2 separate regions of the Neogale vison genome follow, and region 1 is linked to region 2. Evidence: chromatin contacts called from public Hi-C data. All regions are on one chromosome and are shown on one strand. The core of a region is the stretch at or near the end of the contact, and the rest is flanking DNA. Distances in the headings are between cores, read along the strand shown. Region 1 overlaps PTPA (serine/threonine-protein phosphatase 2A activator). Region 2 has its middle 12 kb from the start of C9H9orf50.

The links. Hi-C and Micro-C count contacts between places; a contact is called where the count stands out from the background.
Region 1: a contact with region 2 is called in a Hi-C map of fibroblasts, with 8 times the contacts expected there. The contact joins two enhancer-like sites. A contact is called at or near these places in 2 of 3 Hi-C or Micro-C datasets (fibroblasts and muscle).

Annotation. Positions count from the first base shown.
Region 1 is chr9:6,570,272-6,576,108 of ASM_NN_V1, forward strand. It overlaps PTPA (serine/threonine-protein phosphatase 2A activator), which reads right to left. Exons shown (of 10, transcript XM_044264711.1): 9 at 1,547-1,654. Among named protein-coding and RNA genes, the nearest start is that of PTPA, 22 kb to the right of the region's middle. Within about 2 kb of position 4,105, the one cell type or tissue checked has open chromatin away from gene starts, as enhancers often do. A contact at or near this core is called in fibroblasts, where this site is marked.
Region 2 is chr9:6,235,580-6,242,014 of ASM_NN_V1, forward strand. No RefSeq gene overlaps it. Among named protein-coding and RNA genes, the nearest start is that of C9H9orf50, 12 kb to the left of the region's middle. Within about 2 kb of position 4,817, the one cell type or tissue checked has open chromatin away from gene starts, as enhancers often do. A contact at or near this core is called in fibroblasts, where this site is marked.

The DNA.
Region 1 (5,837 bases), core at 2,855-5,354, 330 kb after region 2:
CGCAGAAATCCCACAACTTCTACAACTGTTCTGTTTTGCTCCTGCGACTGTGGCGCTGTGTGGAACCCTAGCCCATCAGGCGGGAGCTCTGTGAGGAGAAGGCAGGGGAAGGGGGCAGGGGCTTCTGCTCTGCCCTGAGGGCCACCTACCCCCACCACCCCCATAAGTTTCCAGTGAGTCATTCGAGGGAGAGCCATGCAGGAAGGGTAGCACTTCGGACCCCAAGCAGGAAAGGCCCAGAGCCCTGGCCGCCAGGAGTCCTGGCCGTGGCAGTGGCAGCCGGGAGCAGGGCTGGGAGGCCGGAGGGGCCAGGCGCTCCACTCCCGCTGCACAGAGCCCCCAGCAGTGGGGAGGGGTTCCCCATCGGCACCCACTAGGGGACTGGCGGGGGCAGGTGGGGGGTGTGTCAGGAACAATAGGACACCCAGAGGGCAGTGCCCTGGGAGCTCTCCAGGCAGGGGACAGCCAGACTAGAGGGCCCACTGGGCCAGCCCGGAAGGAGCAGCAGGGCAGCCCGGCCTCTCAGATTAGAGAGGTATGTGGGCTGGAACCTAAACACAGGATGTGAAGTCCAGAGGAAGGGGACCAGAGGGGGAGGGGGCGGAAGGGAGAGAGAGGGCCAGGCCTGGTCAGTTCCAGCACCATTAACCCTTTCAAGGCCATGCAGGGGGAACAGGGCCAACTGGAAGCACCTATACTACCAAACCAGAGCCAAGCCTCTAATGCCCTCTTCCCCCCGCGCCCCCTGCCTCCATTGATGGGGTCTGCGTAAGTGTGGAGCATAATGAAGTAGACCCAGAGAACCAGCCCCCCTCCCTCCATGGGAGAGGAATGGTCAGGAGATGGGCAGGGGACAACATCAAAGACCACCAGCCTGAGGGCGGAAAGAGGGGACTTGGAGAACTCGTGACTCTGGGCGAAGGACTTCACATGGAAGCCCTTCCCTGGCCAAGGTCACACAGCTCTGGCATTGGTGTGCACAGATGTGAAAGGAGCTAGCAAAAGGGACAGGATGGCAAGAAAATGTCTCCTCCCTACTTGGTGCCGAAAAGGTGCCAAAGGGGAACGAGGGCAGAGGACGCCCTCAGGAGCTGGGCAGTAACTCCCAGCGGGGGGAGCTCTGGGAACCCATGTCCTCACGCTGTTTTCCCACCAGAGAGCAGGAGGACCACCTGAAGTGGTTGCCAGAAATGTCAGCTTTGGGCCTTCCAGGAGACCCCCACCTGCCCCGGGATCAGACCCACCAATGCCTGAGGAGCACCAACTTGGCTGCCGCCTCCAAAGCCCGTCCGCCTACATGTCCCCGTGGGAGACACGGCTGTGAGGGGCCTCTGGCCATCTGACAGGACCCTGAGTTGCAGGGCCTTGACTCGGTCACAGGGCAGAGCCAGGCCTCAGAGATTCTCTGGGTGCCCATCCCACAGACGGAGAGAGACACTGAGGCCCGCAGCGTCAGAGAAGCTGGCCCAAGATCTGGAGCAAAGCAGCAGGGTGCGGGGTGCGGTCGGCAGCCCCAGGATCAGGAGCGCCGGCCCACCCTTCTCACCTCGGCCTTGTACATGCGGATCAGACCCTGGTTCACCTTGGACCAGGAGGGCACGGCGCTGATGTTCCACAGCTGGTTGGAGTGCTCTGCAAAGGGGCCTGTCTTCATCTGGAAAAGAAAATCCACAGCTGGAGAGGCAGGCTACCTAGGAGCTCATCCCCAGATCCCAGCAGCAAGGTTGTACACGTATGTGTACACGCGTGTGCATGCACACAAACATGCACACACACTAAAGCACACACGTGCATGCGTATGTGTACACACAGACACGCACACGTGCGCATGTATGTTCAGGGACTTGGCTGCACCACCTGGGAGGGAGGGGACACACACACGCATACGCGTGCACACAGAGGCGCCCTTAAGTATCAGAGACCGACTCTCAGTCTGAAAGACCCACAGGGAAAATATAACCTCCAGGGTCATCCTTTCTTCCATAGCCAAAAAAAAGGGAGCCCGATTCCCACCACCCACCACATTCAGCAGCCTCAGAAAAATAAAATCTCAACCCAAGCCCCAGCTGGGACTCCCAGCAATTCCCCCACAGCCACAGAACGCCCCACCAGCACAGGGACCTGCTCCCGTTCAGATAAAGAGCAGCAGCAGCCTCCCTGGCCCTCCGCGGCCCCACATCCAGGGCAGGCACTGCCCCCCTACCCCAGGACTCGGGCTGTACCTGCCACAGGCGAAGCTGCAAGAGCCAGGGGAGGGGGTGGTTTTGGGCGAAGGGCAAGGTGGGTAAGACCAAACCCAGGCATCCAACTGCCCTCTGCAGGGCAGGCAAAAGGGAGGGAGGAAAAGAGGGGGCAGACATGAGCCCTGAGCCGGGAGCACCTGCAGCAGATTCGGGAGGAACGTCTGTTCTGGAAAGCCCACCCAACCTGGCTGGGAGGTTAGGCAGGGATGGCACTGACAGCAGCAAGGGACAGGCCGGAGCAAGGACAGCTCCATTCCTGTCCCCCTCTTGCCAGAGAGCTTGACCCTCCAGGAAGGAAAGAGACTCTGCAGCCAGCCCAGAGAAGTTCCCACGACACGAGAAACCACAGCCCTGAGACAGCGAGGCCCTCCGCACCAGGCCGGCACGTCTGTAGCTCGAAGGCATTCCAATCCCCCTCAACACTGCCCCCCCAACTCAGAAACGTACTGATGCTGGCTGCGGGAATGGGGCTCAGCACCCTGAGCCCCAGGCTTCAGAAGAAAGAGTCCGAAAAGCAAAGAGGCTGAGCTGGCAAGGAAGCAGAGACTTGGACCCTGAGTGGGTGGAAGGTTCCAGAAGAGGCTGAGAGCAGAGGCGGGCCTGGAGGAGAGCTGTTCCAGGAAGAAAGGATGGACCCAAAGCTCCTCCATATTGGGCATTAGAAGAGGGGCCCAGGAACTCATAACACCCCCCACTGCTTGGCTGTGGACTCCCCAGGTGACCCACTCCCATACCATAAGGCCTTGTGTCAAACTGCAAGATTTAAATCCAAAAAGCTGCCATTTACTGCTGTTACCTCCCTCTCCTGGCTAAAATTCCCCCAAAGCCTGTCTCGACCCCCAGGTTCAGTAGCAAGGACAACAGACCCCTTCCTCCAGCAGTGAGGGCCACAGCCTGAGGCGGGGGACAGAAACAAGACCCACCCTGGTGGCTGCGGGGCTCTTCCTGGGGTCAGCGCCTACACCCACTATCTCCCCCACCTCTATTTCTAAGGCTCCCTCCTCTGGGATAGGGATGGCTGCTGATACCCAGAGCCTACAGCCGGCAGCCCTTCAGGAGCTTTGTACCCCCGCCCCACCACCTACTCCAGCAGGCTCCACCCCCAGCTACCGTCCCTCCCTCTCGCCCCACCCCTTCCCCCAAAGCTCTCAGACCCTTGGGGACCAGCGCTGGCTCCAGTCCTCTCCTGCACACTTCCATGCCCAGAGAAGTTTGGGGACCGCTGGAGTGGTGTCATCAGTTTCACTCTGGACAAGGCCTGGTGACCAAACTGCCCCCGAGGTGCCCTGCTGGCCTAGTCCCACAGCATAGCTCCAGAAGCCTGCTCGGCTAGGGCCCCGAGGCCAGGGCCAGCCCAGGATGCTGGGAAACCAGAGGCTCAGCCTCATGCGCCAGCCTCACCCACTGGGAGCACGGGAGGGGACCCCAAAAGGCCTCTCTGGCCTGCTGGCAGAGCCCCAGTGGCCCTGGCCCTCCCCGTGGAAAAGCCAGAGATGCTATTTCTCGAGAGGGGCTGCCCCACTCCCCCCCACCCCAGGCCTTCAGTGTCCCCAGGTCTCCCTAAGTCCTTCAGAAGGAGACTTTGCAACTCTGGGAAAGGAAAACAGACGAGGGGGATAAAAGGAATCGGGAGCGAGAAGACAAAAAAAAAAAAAAAATTAGCTCATTCTAGCCACAAAGGGAGAAGAGAAAGAGCGAGAACGAGCAAGCAAGCTGCAGTCCCGCAGTGACCCCAGGGGAATCGTGTGAGTCAGAGCAGCCATATTGAGCAGGAAATTACTCACAGACGCTGCGTTCCTGCCTCTCCACTCCCAAGAGAATCGGCCTTTTGTAAATGGTTCCTCTGTCAGTAACTGAGGGGGGATGGGGGGAGGCTCTGCACAGCGCCTTCCTGTCAGCTCCTTCCCTTCCAGCTGAAATCTGATCCCTCCCTTCCCAAAACTCCAAATTTAGAAGCCAGATTGAAACTGAAATTCTTTTCCTGCCTGCCCTGGGCTCTTAAAGGCGCCAGGGCTGCATTTCCTGAGCCGGCAGAAGCCCTGTGAGGTGGGGTCCCTCTTCTGGGATGCCCAGGGTTACGAGGGCAGGCCCCGGGAGATGGGGAGGAGATGCCCGGTTCTACTGCCAACTTCTGGCTGTTCTGCTTTTTCTCCTAGTTGCACCAGCCTCCTGATTCCCCAGTCTCCATGGGCAACACTGCCCCCTTCCAGCCTGAAGCGCACGGAACTCCGCAGGGGCCTCCAGGTCCCCTGTGCCCCACCCCTCAACCAGAGTGAGCCAGGCCAGGTCACTCATTCACGAACTGGGGGAACCAAGGGCAGGGACACCCTGGTGCAGGGTGGCAGGGGGCTTGGGGTGGGCGCAGCCGAGCCTGGAGCAACGGAGAAGCACCACAACGCAGCAGAGTCCGCTACGTGCCAGCCCGGGTGGATGAAAGGGAGCCCTCGGCCCTGCCGGCAGTCAGTGTTTACCACCATGCCCAAGCACCCAGACCCGGAGTGAGAAGCAGGCCTTGCAGAGAGGGTACAGAACAAGCAAAAACTCTAGGGCCGGCCTCTCCGCCTCTCCCGCAGTTAAGGTACGGGAACCTTCTCCAAGTTCCGTGTGCCTTTCGCACCACCTAGTGGCCATTGCAGGGTTTCCTCCAGCAGAGGAACAGGGTCCCAAACTTCAGAAAGCTTGTGGGTTTTTATACCAGTATAACCAACCCAACAAAAAAAAATACAACATTTTAACCTGGAATCAGTTCCCATCTTCCCTGCGACCCGGCCTGGCTTTCTTCCTTGTTAGTCACTGACAGGGACCCAGGGGCTTGGCCAGCCACCAGAGGGAGCCAGAACAGCTGAGCCTTTTATCCCTCCGTGAGCAAAGCAAGGGCTCAGCCTAGAAGGTGCACCCCTTCTCCCCACCCTGCTCCTCCCGCTTCTTCCAGAGGCCGCCAGGGCTCCCCAGACCCCCGCATTCCGCTCTGGAAAGAGCAGCACGTGACTAGCTCTCGAGGCAGTGAGCCAGGCTGCCCTGAGTCCTTCCGACCTTGGGCCTGCCACACTGCTGAAGGCAGCAAATCTGAGACTGAGGCAGCCGCCGCCCAGCCGTCAGTCCCGGCTCCATTTGCTGACTTGGAAAAACGTGTCCATTCCCCTCTGGCCTCTGGAGTTTGCCAGAGGCCCGAGCCGGATGCTGACCGTGAGGAACCCGAGGCAATGGCTGCTCAGCCAGGCTTCTCCATTCGGGGGGCTCAGAACCCGAGCCAAGAGAGCAGCCCCGGTTGGGAGGAGACCATGGCCGGGCCGGAAGCATCACCGAGCCCAGATGTGCGTGTGGGCATTGTTAAGAGAATGGTGGCGAGACCCTCTACAGACAGCAGAACCAGGGCATGCTTTCAAAGTTTGGGGGAAGGGGGTGAGGTATGCAGCAGCAGGGACGAAAGGTCCTGGCAGCTCCTGAGAGAGGCCCTATGAGCAGTGAGTCCCCAAATCCCGTGCAAAAATCACCTGGCAAGTGTATTTAACACAGGTTCCTGGCTCTTGTACCTAAGATTCTTGATTCATAAAGCTGGAGTTGGGCACAGAAACGTGGATTTTAACAAGCTCC
Region 2 (6,435 bases), core at 3,567-6,066:
ATGGGTGAGCAACAAGGAAGGTGGGAGGGAGCGCTGCATGGGGACGGACCCCTTTCCAGCGGTCCCCAGGTTCTCAGGCTGTCACTCCTCCCTGACAGCACCCGGGGTCCTCTCCCCTGGGGTCCCAACAGGGCCGTTTTTTACTGGTACATTTCCACTCAGGGCTGGCAGGTGGCCAGCCCCTCCTGGGCTCCAGGCAACAGCATGTCAGCCTGTCGGGAAGGCCAGGAAAGTGGTGGTGGTGCTTCTTGGTGGCTTCTGTTCCCCCATAACCTCTGCTACCCCACCTCACCCCTAACGTCCCCCTATGAGGGGGTGCGGCATGGCAGGTGTACTCCCCCTACCCCTGCCCACCCCAGCTCTTCTGCTCCTGTCTGCCATCTCACCCTGAGCATTCATATCCCTGGGTCCCACTCCTTCCCCGAACCACTGACCCCGCCCTGGGCCCTGTGGAGACCTGGGTCAGGTCCGTGTGGGTAGTGGGGGCTGGGTCTAGCTGGTGCCGGACAGGGAGGGAGGAATGACTCCCTACCCAGGGCAAAAGGAAGTGATGGAAAGGCAAGAAAATCACCACTCCTTCCACCGGAGAGCTTCTCCGGAGCCCTGCTTGCTGATCTGGACTCCAAAGCCCAGAGAGGTTAGGGAGATTTGCCCAGGCTGGCACAGACATGGGAGCTGGAGCTGACACTAGGTCCCCCTGTGTCCCACCCCAGCGTTCAGCCTTTCCAGCTCTTCCCATAAGCTACTCTTAGTATAACCGTTTGTTGTCCAGGGAAACCAAGGCCCATAGAGGTTAAGCTCTTTCTCAAGGTCACACAGATTAAGAGTGGGGGTCTGGAGACTGACCCCAACATACAGCTGTGCTGGCTGGGCTCCCTCCTCCCCCATCCCCCGGGGGCAAAATGGGGCGATCTGGAGGACCCTTCCTTCTTGGGTCCATACTCCAGCACAAGGGGCATGGGGCAAACCAGGGCAAAGTCAGGGAGAGAGAGATTTCTTTGGCGCAGGGGTGGGGGTTGGAGCTCCGGGGGCAGAAGCTGCCCCACCGACTCGCCCACTTTCCTTGTGCGGCAGCAGCTCCTGTGTGCTGTGCACATGCTGGGCCTGAGGCACACAAGCAGGCACCAGAATGACCACCTCCGCTCCCAGGGGGCCACCGTCTGGTGGGGGACAGGGACTCAAAGGGGCAATCCCAGGACAGAGCGTCAAGTGCTATGGTGTGAGGCCTGGGGCTTTGGGAGCACAGAACAGGGGACCTGAGCCACTGCCTACGGCATGGGCGGGGGTACATCTGGGCTCTCAAGGCCAGCAGGTGGGGGCGAGGTGAGACCTGGACAGAGGAACAGGAAGCGAGGGTAGGGGTTTGGTGACTGGCACCGTTTTTTTTGCAGCCCAGCTGCCTGGGGGATTTGGAGCAAGGGGCTCAGGAGGGCTGTTGACTGGAGAGAAGGACAGGCTGGTGTCCCCCAGCCAAGAGGGGCTGCCCACTCCTCCTTCCCGTCCCTCTGCCTTTGTCTGCCATTATCTAAATCCCACCGCCTGTGTCCTCCCCTCCCCAACATTTCTGCCTCTTTGGGTCCCTTTGTCATTCTCTTCTAAATATGTCCTAAGTGACAGATGGTCTGCACCTTCCAGGGGCTCCTGTGGAAGGCCATCAAAGCCCTCCACAGAGACTGTGTATGCTGCCGCCTCCAAGCAGCCCTGTGTAAGCCTCGACATCCCCAATAAACAGCCTCAAGAAGCAGGGGTGACCCTGGTGGTGATCATTGTGCCTCAGGGACCCACTGGGGCCGGTGCTGGGTGCTGGGCAGAGTCCAGTCCCTGGAAGCAGGGATTGGACCTGCCAGGCTGGGCTCTGGAACCCAGAATGGTTCCAGAATGGTGAATGGTGAATGGCGACACTGAGACCCCAGAAGGAGTAGCCAGGAGCCGCCTGCCCACCATCTCCCATCATGGGGCCTTGGGGACCACCAATGACTCACCCACCAGGATTTCCCTGGCTTATTGTCTGCACCTGGCAGCTCTGGGGACTGCGGTGACACCCCCAAGCTCCCAGGAAGCCCCCCACTGGGCTCTGGGCAGACTTCCAGCTCTCCTGGCTGCAGCGCCCTGGCAAATCCCCCCAAAGTATCTTCCTACAGGAACCTGTCAGCCCAGGCACTTTCCAGCCACCTTGAGCACCCAGACTGTGTTCTCCAGGGAACGATGCCTTCTTGGGTCGTCTCAGGCTCGTGGGTGACTTCTAACAGCCACAGCCATTCTGTAATATTAACTAGGGTGAGCAGGAATTCACATGAGCTGAGCGTGCGGCCAGGAATCCCAGAGGAATCATGACGGACATTACTGAGCTCGTACCACAAGCTGATGGGATCTAAAGACTGCCAGTTTTATTTTTTAATTTTTTCAAAAGATTTTATTTATTTGACAGAGATCACAAGTAGACAGAGAGTCAGGCAGAGAGAGAGAGGAGGAAACAGGCTCCCCGCTGAACAGAGAGCCCGATGTGGGGCGCAGACCCGGGACCCTGGGATCAGGACCTGAGCTAAAGGCAGAGGCTTTAACCCACTGAGCCACCCAGGTGCCCAGGACTGCCAGTTTTAAAGCCTACTTACCCAGGAAGGAGGGCACTGCTCTATGACGAGCGAGGCATTGCCCCAGCCCAATATTATAGATAAAGAAACCAGGGCACAGAGAGGGTAAGCCACTCTCCCAGGGTCACACAGCTGAGCTCCAGGGAAGAAACCAGTGATTAAGTGCGGTGATGGGGGAAAGCACAGGCAGGTGTCCCAAGAGCACACAGGGCAGCCGCCTCCTCCGAGGCTGAGTTTTTTCCTCCTCCTGGAAGCTGGCTCAGATTTTCTCCAGCCCAGAGAGCAGGGCTGTAGCCCGAGTGCACAGGTGGCTGTGGCTGATAAACTCTGCCACTCCTCAGTTCCCCTGTTTTTCCTTCCTTCCTTCCTTCCTTCCTTCACAGAACACGTTAATTGAGCATCTACAGCATACCAGGCTGTGTCCTGGGCTCTACGAACAAGAGAGACAGTGTTCCTACGTCAGGGAGCCCCTGTCTTGGTGAGGGAGATACAGATGTGTGACCCCCACAGGAGAAGCATCCTGTACCCCGTTTAATGGTCTTCTGGTGTCATCTGGAAATTGTCAATTGATTTTAAACGAGGGGCCTCGCATTTTCATTTTGAGCTGGGCCCTGGCTAATTGTGTGGCTGGTCCTGGATACAGATATTAAACTGTGCCAATGGTGCATGGGGGCCACCTAGACTGCCCAGCAAGAGGAGGTTAGAGCCACCAGCAGGTGCACTGGCTTGAAGGCACGACTCCCCCACCCCCACCCCCAACACAGGTTGGAAGGCTTGTGGAAAGTTCCAGCTGGCCGGGCAGAGTGAGGCTGGGCAGAGAAGCAGATCCTGGGAGATGATGCCAAAGAGTGGGCTTTGTCCTGACCCCAAATCCCTGTTGTGGGTCCCTGGATCCCCTAGGGCAGCCCCCTGGGGGCTGGGTCAATGTCAGGCAGGAGATTGGGACCAGCAAAGCTCCAAAAGGACTTTAAAAAAAAAAAAATACCCCTGGGGGTGCCTGAGTGGCTCAGTCGGTTAAGCATCTGTCTTTCTGTTCAGGTCATGGTCCCCAGGTCCTGGGATGGAGTCCTGAGCGGCTCTCTGCCCAGCGGGGGGCCTGCCTCTGCCTCTCCCTCTGCCTCTGCTCATGCTCTCTCTCTCTCTCTCAAATAAATAAATAAAATCTTAAAAAAAAAAAACAAAAAAACCCTGTGTCTCCGGCTGGCTTGCTAGAGCAGGCGTAGGGCACAGCATGGACAGGCACAAGCCCCAATCCCCTCCCAGCCACCCCCACCCCGCCCCGGTCCCTCCCACTCGGTAACCCCATTCCCCGGGCACCTTCTTGAGATATTCTGTGCACATACAAGGAAGCACAGACATGCCTGTATTTTTAAAGATTTATTTATTTATTTGAGAGAGAGCACAAGCAGCGGGGGAAAGGGGCAGAGGGAGGGAAAGAGTCTGTGCTGAGGACAGAGACCGACGCCGAGCTCCATCTCACAACCCTGAGATCACAACCTGAGAGGAAACCAAGAGTCGGACGCCTAAATGACTGGGCCACGCTGCCGGCACCCCAACATGCCTCTCTTTTGATTTTGCAACGTCAATCTTACCTACGTTCTATCTTGTACACATTATTTTGCACTTAGGGTTCTCACTCCACAATCTGAGATGTCATCGAAAGCTCTTTCAAGGCCATTTAATTTTATAGATGAAGAAGTTGGGACTGAGTTTCACCCAGGAAGCGTGGGTGTTTGGGTCACCCACGCACAGTACCTGGCCTTGTCCATACACCCAGACCTCCCCCACAGCCCCTCTCCTGTCCTCATTGCCAGGACTGCCGCAAGGGGTAGGGGGTACTGTGTGATTTCCATTTGTACAAGGCTCAGAGAGGTATAGCCACCATCCTGGGGTCACACAGCCCAACCCAGATAGGAATCCTCAAAGCTACACTGCCTTCTAGGAGCAGGGTCACCTTCCGTAGGACAGCACTGCCCCCTGACAATCTCCCTGACTGCCCTCCGATGCCAGATGGGGAAGCCCCTCACTTGGGCAGGTAAGAATTGGGCAAAGGACCTTCTTGCCTGAGAAAGCCACCAGGAGTCCCAGGAAGGCCAGGAGGGCGGGGCTGGGTGGAGTGACCTGCTGGGGGCAAGGCACTGAGTGAGGATGCCCGCCCCCCCCCCCAGGTCCCAGCCCTAAGGCCCTTGCCTGTCGTCAGGGAGGGCTGGCATCAGCTGGTTTAATGCGCCTGGGGCTGTGATTCAGCATTTGGGTTCCAAGAGTTATTTTTATTGTGTTTTGTTTATTCAGAGCTTGCCTTTGAAGCCTGTTTTTTAGCCTCCCGATCCTGGAGAAAGGAGCTGGTTTGGGTACAACCGCGGACGATGTCTCAGCCCGAGAAACAATTCTCCCCGAGTCAGGGGCTCATTGTCCCTGCGCACACGTGGCCCCCCCAGGCGTGGGTGCCCGTGGGGTCTGCAGACAACCTACACCCACCGGCGGCCAGGCAACAGGCAGCCCCTCCGAAGTTGTACGAAGAGGGGCCCTCTGGGCACAGGGGAGGCTGTCAGTGCTGGCTCAAGGGTGCTTAGCTTTTGGGGGGTCATGAGACTGTGATGAAAACGAAGGACCTTCTCTGTTCCGAAAAACGTACCTACACACAAAGCTTTCCAGTCGATTCCCACAGTTTCTAGGACCTTCTGAGACCCTCTCCCTTCAGTTTAGAGCCCCTTCCTAAAGGAATCTTACTGTCTGCCTTTTTCAGGGGCTACGCTACGGGCCGTCTCATTCTTATCTCATTACCTCCTCATAACTGAGGCACAGAGAAGTTGGGTCCCTCACCCAAGGTCACACGGCTCACAAGTGGCTAAGCCAAGATCTAGGCCCAGCCTGCACTCTGTCCAGTCTGCACTGCTAACCTAACACCATACACACACACACACACACACACACACACACACACAGCCTGGCATCTGAGTAAACCTGTAGGTTAGACCCAGAGAGAGACTGGGGTGCAGAGCAGCCAGGTTAAGTGCCCGGGCTTGGGGTCTGTCAGAGCAAGGTGATGGATCCAGAGCTTTGTGAGGGTCAGCTGAGCTGAGACCCACCTGGAGATTCCCCTGGCCTGGGACCAGCCCAGGGGCACCCCCTGTCATCAGAGTTGATGTTCCCATCAGGGGAGGAACAGACAGTGGGGGGCACATGGGAGATGCTTGCTGGTAGTGATTGCTACCTGCATGGACTTCTTTCCTTCCCTCTCTCTCCCTTTTCCTCCTCCCCCATCCAAGGCCAAGGATAAGATCTGCCCATCCCCGTAAGCAATTGAAATAGCGCAACCCTCTGTACAGCACACTCACACTTGGGAGAAGCCCAGACCCAGTCTGGGGAGCCCCTGGGTCTCCCTGGGAGGCCGCCCCTTTGCCCACATTAGCTGAGACCGCAGGCTAGGCAGGGTTGCCCAAACTGCGGCCTCTCGCTGCCCTATCCTCCTTCCCTGACGGAGGAAGGACAGGGAATGGCGTGACCTCCTTGGGCCTTCCAGGCTGGGATTTCCAACATTTGTGGAGTTAAGACCCTAATACTATTTTTCAACAGCTTTTGGTGCTTTAATAGAATTGAGGGTAAATCTAACTTGCAAATTTTCCCTTTTGATCTCCTTTTTTCTTTCAGGAGCTCCACAGAGCAGGGTTTAAAACAGGAGGACCGGAGAGAGCTCCCACCTCTTTCCTGCTCCCAAGCAGGGTTCTCCTGAGGTTGGAAGTCCTGGGGTGGTCACTGTGGGCTGGATTTCTGGTCACCAGCTTTGACTCCCACTGCTTGCCTCCTCTCTCCCCATCCAGCACTGAGTTGGCCTAGCCAGGCT